2 separate regions of the Oryctolagus cuniculus genome follow, and region 1 is linked to region 2. The links are chromatin contacts, called in public Micro-C maps. All regions are on one chromosome and are shown on one strand. Each heading gives the region's core, a stretch centred on a gene start, on an enhancer-like site or on the middle of the called end of the contact. The rest is flanking DNA. Distances are from core to core; before and after follow the strand shown. Region 1 overlaps LRCH1 (leucine rich repeats and calponin homology domain containing 1). Region 2 holds the start of LRCH1 (leucine rich repeats and calponin homology domain containing 1).

What was found. Hi-C and Micro-C count contacts between places; a contact is called where the count stands out from the background.
Region 1: a Micro-C map of ear pinna shows a contact between it and region 2, with 7 times the contacts expected there. The contact joins the enhancer-like site here to the promoter of LRCH1 in region 2. A contact is called at or near these places in 3 of 6 Hi-C or Micro-C datasets (ear pinna, liver and an unstated tissue).

The regions. Positions count from the first base shown.
Region 1 is chr9:65,669,592-65,673,358 of mOryCun1.1, reverse strand. LRCH1 (leucine rich repeats and calponin homology domain containing 1) reads right to left here. Exons shown (of 19, transcript XM_051832282.2): 5 at 383-519. Among named protein-coding and RNA genes, the nearest start is that of ESD, 110 kb to the left of the region's middle. Within about 2 kb of position 1,463, at least 5 of the 8 cell types and tissues checked have an H3K27ac peak or open chromatin away from gene starts, as enhancers often do. A contact at or near this core is called in ear pinna, where this site is marked.
Region 2 is chr9:65,529,343-65,532,992 of mOryCun1.1, reverse strand. It overlaps LRCH1 (leucine rich repeats and calponin homology domain containing 1), which reads right to left and starts at 1,790. Exons shown (of 19, transcript XM_051832282.2): 1 at 1,230-1,790. The coding sequence starts at 1,545.

The DNA.
Region 1 (3,767 bases), core at 214-2,713, 140 kb before region 2:
AAGCTAAGCATATGAGCTTTATCTCATTCTCATGCAGGTTAATATTTGAGCAGGTAGTCGTATTTTAAGAAGTTTAAATCCCATTTTCCGGGTAAGGAATTATTGCTACCTTTGTGAGCTACATGCTCCATGAAAAGTTTCCAACGTGTGCACCAGTGATCCATAAGCACACACCGAATTCCAGGGTTGGGGCCATCAGAGGAGGGAGCCACACGTGGGTAAAGGGATTTGCCGCAGCAGAAGGCAGCTTGGTGTGGCCAGATCCGCCCTAGGTTTCACCTTCTCAGCGACAGTGACTGCTCTTGCTCACTGTAGCGCACACGGCCCTAACTCATTGCGCTGCTCGGGCGCCTCCCCGGGGCCTGGCGCCAGGGGCCCTCACCTGCGCAGGAGGCGACTGCAAAGGATTGTTCTCCAGCAGCAACACCTGCAGCTGCTTCATCTCCCGAAAGCAAATCGGAATCACCAGCACTTTGTTGCAGGAAAAGTCGAACTTGACCAAGGGAAGATCTACTAGTTCTAGAAGAAATTTTAGAAAAGAGAGAAACCTTAGAGAGCAATAAGATGAAATGACTAAATATTCAAAAAATAATTTCCGTTGACCAGGAAAAAACATCATTTAGCACAGGCAAAAGTGAGTTATACATGAAGAACATACAGTGTGTGTAGAGTATTTTACCAAAGGAAATAAAATCTTTCATTGGGAGCCCAATAATTTTAAACTGTTCTCAGCTCTGATAAAAGTTGGGAATATCTGACATTTACAGAATCTATTGTTTAAAACTCTTTTTTTTAACCCCAGCAAAAGATTCACACAGGCTATGTTACATGGCATGTTTATGCTTTAACTTCAAACTGTTTCCAAGTAGCACTAGCAAACATATGGACGGTATGCTAATTACAGAATAGTCTTATCCATTCAGTGTATGTGGGCTGGTGGAATTCCAGAACTAGTTATAGCACCCAGGCTCACAATGTTTTTCCAACTGCATTTAAAAAATAGATGCTATCTAATAGAAAATTCTAATAGAATTTTCCAATGGGTGCTGTCATTCCGATTTGATGAGGCTTTCTTCTACTGGTTTTAAAACGTCTTTTGCAGCTCTGCTAACAAGACAGACGTTATATTTAGCTTAAAATCCCCACCCAGTGGCACAGTAAACACTCAGTAATTTCAAGCATTCAAACCGACATGGGCAGCTGCTACAGATGAAGTCAAATACATTCCACAGTGCAAAGGGAGGCTGAGCCATGCCACAATCTGGGGTGACACCGGCAAGCCACCCGGGCCACTGTGGGAAAGGCGATAGAGGGTAGCTTCCCGGCACTCTTGTTATAAGACAAGTGAAGGCCTGAAAGGTGGTTTCTGAAATACACCAGGGGTTCCCAAGTGGAAACAGAGCAAAGCCTACAACAGGAAGAGGAGCTCAGGCAGTGACCCAGTGACAGGGGCAGGGACCCACACTGTCTACCCTCTCCCCTCCACTGCCCGAGGGCTGTCAAGTTCAGCTCTGAGGACTTCCAACTCCACCAACAAAGGCTCTCCGGGTTCTCAGAACTCACCAGCTCTGGGAGCCCAAGGGACTTTCCTGCTCTCATACCTATGCAAACGACGCGTCCCACAGATGGGGTAATGGGACTGAAATTCCAGAAGGAGGCAGAAGAGCTCCTAATTCCACAGGTTCCAAACTCAGGTCCATGGCGGGTGGGCTATGCAGGAGAAACTTAGGGAAGTGCGGTTTTTAAAACAAACAAAAAAACAAAAACACAGACTTCTGGGCCCGAAGCCAAGGAACTGGTATTTTGGCGAAGGAATCAGCATTTTAAAAATTGCCCGGAGTAGACCACTGCTCAAATCCAGCTCTCCTCTCAGCCAGCAGGCTGAAGATTTGGCTCGAATCACACTAGCCATGGAGATGGAAGAGAGGGACTGCAGGTTCTGGAATCATGAAATCAAAGGAAGGTCGGATCCTGTCTCCCTTCATAGTGTGTGTCTGAGTTAGGGGTAACACTCCAAGAGGAATCCCTCCTTTGAACCCCTGCCAAGGCTAACCTGGCTCCAAGATGGCAAACCTCACTCAGATTAGGTTGGCCAATCTGTGGTAAAACTGAACTGGACTCTGGATCTTTAGCAAATTCTTTGTCACCTAAAGTAAAGACTTTGAAGACCCGAGGGCTGAGTTCATGGAAGCAGAGCAGGAGGTAACTCAGAGGTAAATAAAATAAGGAACGGTTTGCTAATGACTATTTTCCTTCCTTTTTAGTACCAGTCTGGGACACAATTATCATCGCAGTGTAGGAAAATAAGAACCAGACAGTTTCACAACAAGAAAGCAGGGGAGAAAATGATAACCCTGCAATGCCAGCACAGAAAATGTCAAAGAATTGAAGCAGAAAAAGGGAGTAAAAACAAACAAACAAACAAGCAAGCAAGCCCCACTTCCCCCTCACCATTGCAAAGAGGGACAAGGAACAGCTATTTTAATTCTCTGCTCCTTCTGGTCCTAGAAAGGACAAAACAGCTCTCCTCACTGCAGACCTTGTAGGACCCCACCGCCACACTGATCTGGGTAATTAGGCCACAAAATTGCTTTTCCTCCTCAAATTGAAAGCACATGAGGCAGGGTACTCAGAGAGGAAAAGCATGTAAGTAAATATGGAAAGTCTTTAAATTCGCTTCCTGAAAGTCTTATCAATGCTCCTTTGTCAATGGAGCTCTCTAGAGTGAAGCAAAGTGACACTTGATATTCAGGAAATTATTAAAAAAAAAAAAAGAAGAAGAATATTTCCCAGTAAACTGAAGTTTTAGCCTTGAGTGTATTTTAAAACATCAGAACTGAGAAAACATGATTAGGGAAAGCATAGTGATTTGTAACTGATCTTTTTAGGGAAAGGAATGGTTTTAAGGCAAATGAGTAAGGGGGAGCGAGAGAAACAAAAACCTAGGTTTTGCAGATGTATCTTTCTTTCCATACATTTCTCTATGCTTACAGGCAGCTGTAGAATGATCGATTTTTCCCCCTTTGAAAATCAGAGTTTATTACCTGTGATAGGTTCACAAGGATCAACATGGAAGCTTAAATTTAAAGTGTCCTTTAATGTGTGAAAGAGGACCTGTGTATAAATTTGCTGTTACTGAGAATTTTCCCTCTGTACTTGCTTAAACCAAGAACAAGAGTTTCATATATTCTACAAAATGGGCTTTTGGAGCGAAAAAATGAAAAATCAATAATATTCTTATGCTGAGTCATCTCATGTAATACATCTACATGGAGACTGCCTCCACTTCTACTTTTTAACATGCCAGTCACCATGAGAAAGGGGCAGGATGACAGGCAGGCATTTTGACCCTCCATTGGCTGAAGCATGTCTCATTTCACAAAGTTCTCCCTTTCTCGAGCTCTGTTTTCTTGCCTGGAATTGGGGAAGCATTTCCAGCCACAGGTCAAGATGCAGGAACTGGAGCGTGGTGGAAGTCAGCTGCACCAAATGTCGATGGTTTCAAACCTAGGCTTTTGCTCTATGTTTTTAGAAATATATGCTTGAGATCAGGTATGTCTAGAATCCCCAAACAAAACCAGAGGAAATCCACGTTTTAGATCTTTATAAGCCAGAGTGTGTTCCAGAGAAACCATGCAGTGAGCTGCTGTCCATTGACTCATTCCTGACCCAGGTCCAAACCCCAAGATGAACGCCAGAGCTGCTACCACCTACGAGGCTTGCCCTCAAGCCGTAATGGTAAACATTTGCTGAGGAATTCCCCCTTT
Region 2 (3,650 bases), core at 541-3,040:
CTAATGACAAAGTTGAATGACCCCGGAGGGCCAGTGCTCTCTGCCTCCAGTGAACTCAGAACCCTGTCTCAGTATTCATTAGGGTTCCGAATAAATGTTTATTGAATTAAAAGAAAGGAAAGGGTGCTGGCAAACTGCCTTCCAAAAACCCAACTGCCGGCACCCTGGCCTCACTGCCTTCTCCCTTTCAAATGGAAACTGGGAGATCTTAAACTGCTAAGGATCCCAGGGAACCGACTCCGGGTCTGCGATGACAGTGACTCACAGAGGGGCACCCACCGCCTTGGGAAATGTTGGGTGCTTGCCAGGAGGCAACCACACCCAGCTCCCAGTCCAGGGAGCTGAACCAGACGGCACAGTCAGAAACCAACAAGTCAGTTCTGCCCAGATCCCAAGGCCCCGGCCCCAGCCCCAGCCCACCACCCGCCTTCCTGTTTATGGATCCCGCTCCTACAACCAACCCTAGCCACCAAAGAGAAAGCAGACGTCTCAGAAATATGTCAACACATGACATAACTTGAAAAACGCTGGCTGCCTATTGGCGCGAGTTACAACTTGCCGGGCTCACGCAGGAAAACCGGCTCGCTTTAATTACTTTTCTTTTAATAGGCTACGCTTTGCCTCCCAGGGCCCCCGCAGAGCTCGAGTTACTGGGCACCGGGCAGCCTCCCTCCGAGGAACCACACCGTGTGGGCGGTGAACTAAAGGCACGGCAAGAAGGAACCGATCGCCTCCGAAGCGGCGGCCGAGGCGGATGCAGACCGGCGCCTGGGCACCTCCTCGAAGCCGGCACCCGGTGGCACCCAAGGGGGGACCCCGCGGCGCGGCGCCGATGCCCTCGGGTCGTCCGGGGCGCGCCACCTTTGTCTGGTTTCCCCATCCGGACCCCAGCGAAGCCAACCTGCAAAGGGGGTTTGACCCGGTTGCAGGCGCGAACGCGGCCGCCTGCAACCTCCCACTTTCACGGGGCGCACAGCGACCGCCTGGAAGTCCCAGCCCCGCGCGGCCACTTCCCTCTGCGCCGCCGCGGGGTGGGGAGCAGGGGACCCGCGCGCTTGCCGGCGCACCCCGATCTTCCCGAGCCCGCTTCTCCCGCGCCCACTCGGGAGAGCTTCTGCGAGCGGACCCCCGGCGAGGCCAGATCTGACTGGTCACCGCGTCCGGGCAGGCGCGACAGCCAGCCGCACCGACATCCACACCCACCGCCTGCCCCCGGGGCCCTCGCTCACCTGCCTGCACCGTGTCCGAGAGGTCGTGGCCGGGGGCCGCGGTCCTGGGAAATTCCTTCAGTTTCCTGGCACTGAGGTTCAAGCCCCCGGAGTGGACCGCCTCCTCCAGCGCGCGCTCCAGACCCCGGTTCAAGGGCAGGTTGAAGCCCCCGCTGCCGCCGCCGCCGCCGCCGCCGCCAGTCCCGCCGCCAGCCCCGGTGCTCCCGTGGTGGTGGTGGTGATGGTGGTGGTGGTGGTGAGGGTGATGATGAGGGTGCAGGCTAGCCGCCGAGAGGGCAGGGACGAAAGGTTGGGGTTCGCTTGCCGGCGTCGCCATCTTCGCCCGCGCCCCCCCACCCCGCCCCGCCGCTCCTGCGGGGGGGGTCGCAGCTTTTCCCCTCGGCAGCCGCTGCCGAGTCCCTAGGGTGCTCCACGGAGAGACGCCGGCAGCAGGCGAGCAGGCTGCGGGCAGGCGCGCGGCTGGGGGCGGACGGGAGGCGGCCGCGGCGGCTCAGTCTTGAAGGTTTCCTGTCCCCGGGCAGCCGCGGAGTGCTGCGGCGGCGGCGGCAGCGCGCATGTGTCTCCTCCTCCTCCTCCTCCCCTGCGCCCTCCTCCGCCGCCTGCTCCCTCCGCCTCCTTCCCCGCGCGCGGCCCGCGCTGCCCCGAGCCTTCCTGCACGCACGGCTCGCGGTCGGGGTCCGTGGGAGCTGCACGTGTGCTCGGGGGAGGCTTACAGTTAGGGGCCCATCAGGTTTGGGGGGGACACCAGATTCTTTAGTTGAGGGGGGAGGTAATTAGTGGATGCGGTCGCGGCGAGGGGGAAGAATCCTCTCTGAACCCCAGTTCCCCGGGTTTTGTAGATTAGGTACAGCTCAACGGGCACCCCCGGCGTTGAGGCTCGTCTGATTTGGCTACACTGCTTAGGAGTGTATAGCTGTTGCGTTAATCCAGCAACCCGTGGGCGGAAAAATTGCTCCTCTCGGTGTACAGAGCAAGTTAAGGAACTTCGCTGGGGCAGAGGGGCAGCTGGATTCGAACTGGTAGCCCTGGGACTTCGGTTCGCGCCCTCTTATTGAGCATATGCCCGCGGCCCCGCTCCGGCGCCAACAACGAAATGCTTGGTGCCGAGTGACAGGAGAGAGTTGCGGTATAGACGCGGGACCTTGAGCATGCAGGTCGTTTGCAGGGTGGACAGGACACTGTGTCGTTCGCGGGAACCGGAGCCCCGGGATTGGCGGGGCCCCGAGAAATCAGAACGCCTCGCCTCCTCCGTGCGCCCTGCGGCGCACCGGAACTCGCGTTCTGCCTTCCGACACCCGGCGGAGAGCACCCAGGCCGAGGCTGGCACTTCTGTCGGTGATTTGGCTTGGGGAAATGAGGCTGGGGGCGGTCAAGCACACAAACTGGAGCGGGGGAGCGGGTCTACAAGCTGTGGTGCCGAAGCGTGGCTGGAGCAACAGGCCGGAACGTATGACTGCATGGACCCGGCGCTTCAGTGTGGCAGGAGCTACGTCCCCTGCAAGGACTACGCATAGTCGCCCTTAAATCCTACGGGATTCTTGGCAGCGAGCAAAACATTTTCATTGCTGGGAGGAGACCAGCGCCACCTGCCGGTATTTCCCCCCCCCCCCGCCCCCGAAACCTCCTCTCTCACGCCAAGGACACAAATCAGACTTCAAAACTAGTAATAATAATATATGAGAGTACTTTTACACGACGTGAAAATTAACCTACCTCCTCCTCTCCTTAAAAAGCCAAGTGAACAACATAGATAAGCACAGAAAAAAACTGCAGTTCAAAATCTTCGCGGAAACCAGAGGGATGTGATGAGTGTCCAGGATGTGGGTGGAGCCACCTTCCCACTGCCTGCAAACTTAGTCCAAGAATTGTGGTATCACACACAGCAAAGGTTTTTTGTTTTTTTTTTTTTAAAGACTACCAATTATCTGAGTAGAGAAAATGATGAGAATATGAGTTCACGATGGGTCCTTATGATAGACTGACCTAGTACTGCAGTTTGTTTCCCATTCTACAGATTACTAAAGTGTAAAATCCTTGAGGCAGACCCAGTGCCCATTTTTTCAACTCCCCCCCCACCCCCATAACCCGGAGCCCAGGGAAGTACTCTGTGCGCAGTGAGTGTTGGTGATTAAGCATTGCACGTTAGTTAGGCCATGTGTTCAGCAAGTTACTGCTTGTTGGAAGTTTCCGATCATTTCCCTGAACGAAGAAGTTTTTCCTTAGGATGCAGGAGAGCACTTGACCCTGAAAGCGGATCTGCCTTCTCTCTAAATGCTTAGGAAACTTGACGAGCCATTTCCCCGGCTGTCTTGCTTCTCCACTACTTCTTTGGTAAGATGGACATTTCTGGTTGGTTTAATACCCTGTTTACTTCCGAAAGCAGGCCCGAAGTGGAGTTCTGACCAAACCACGGGGCGTCCT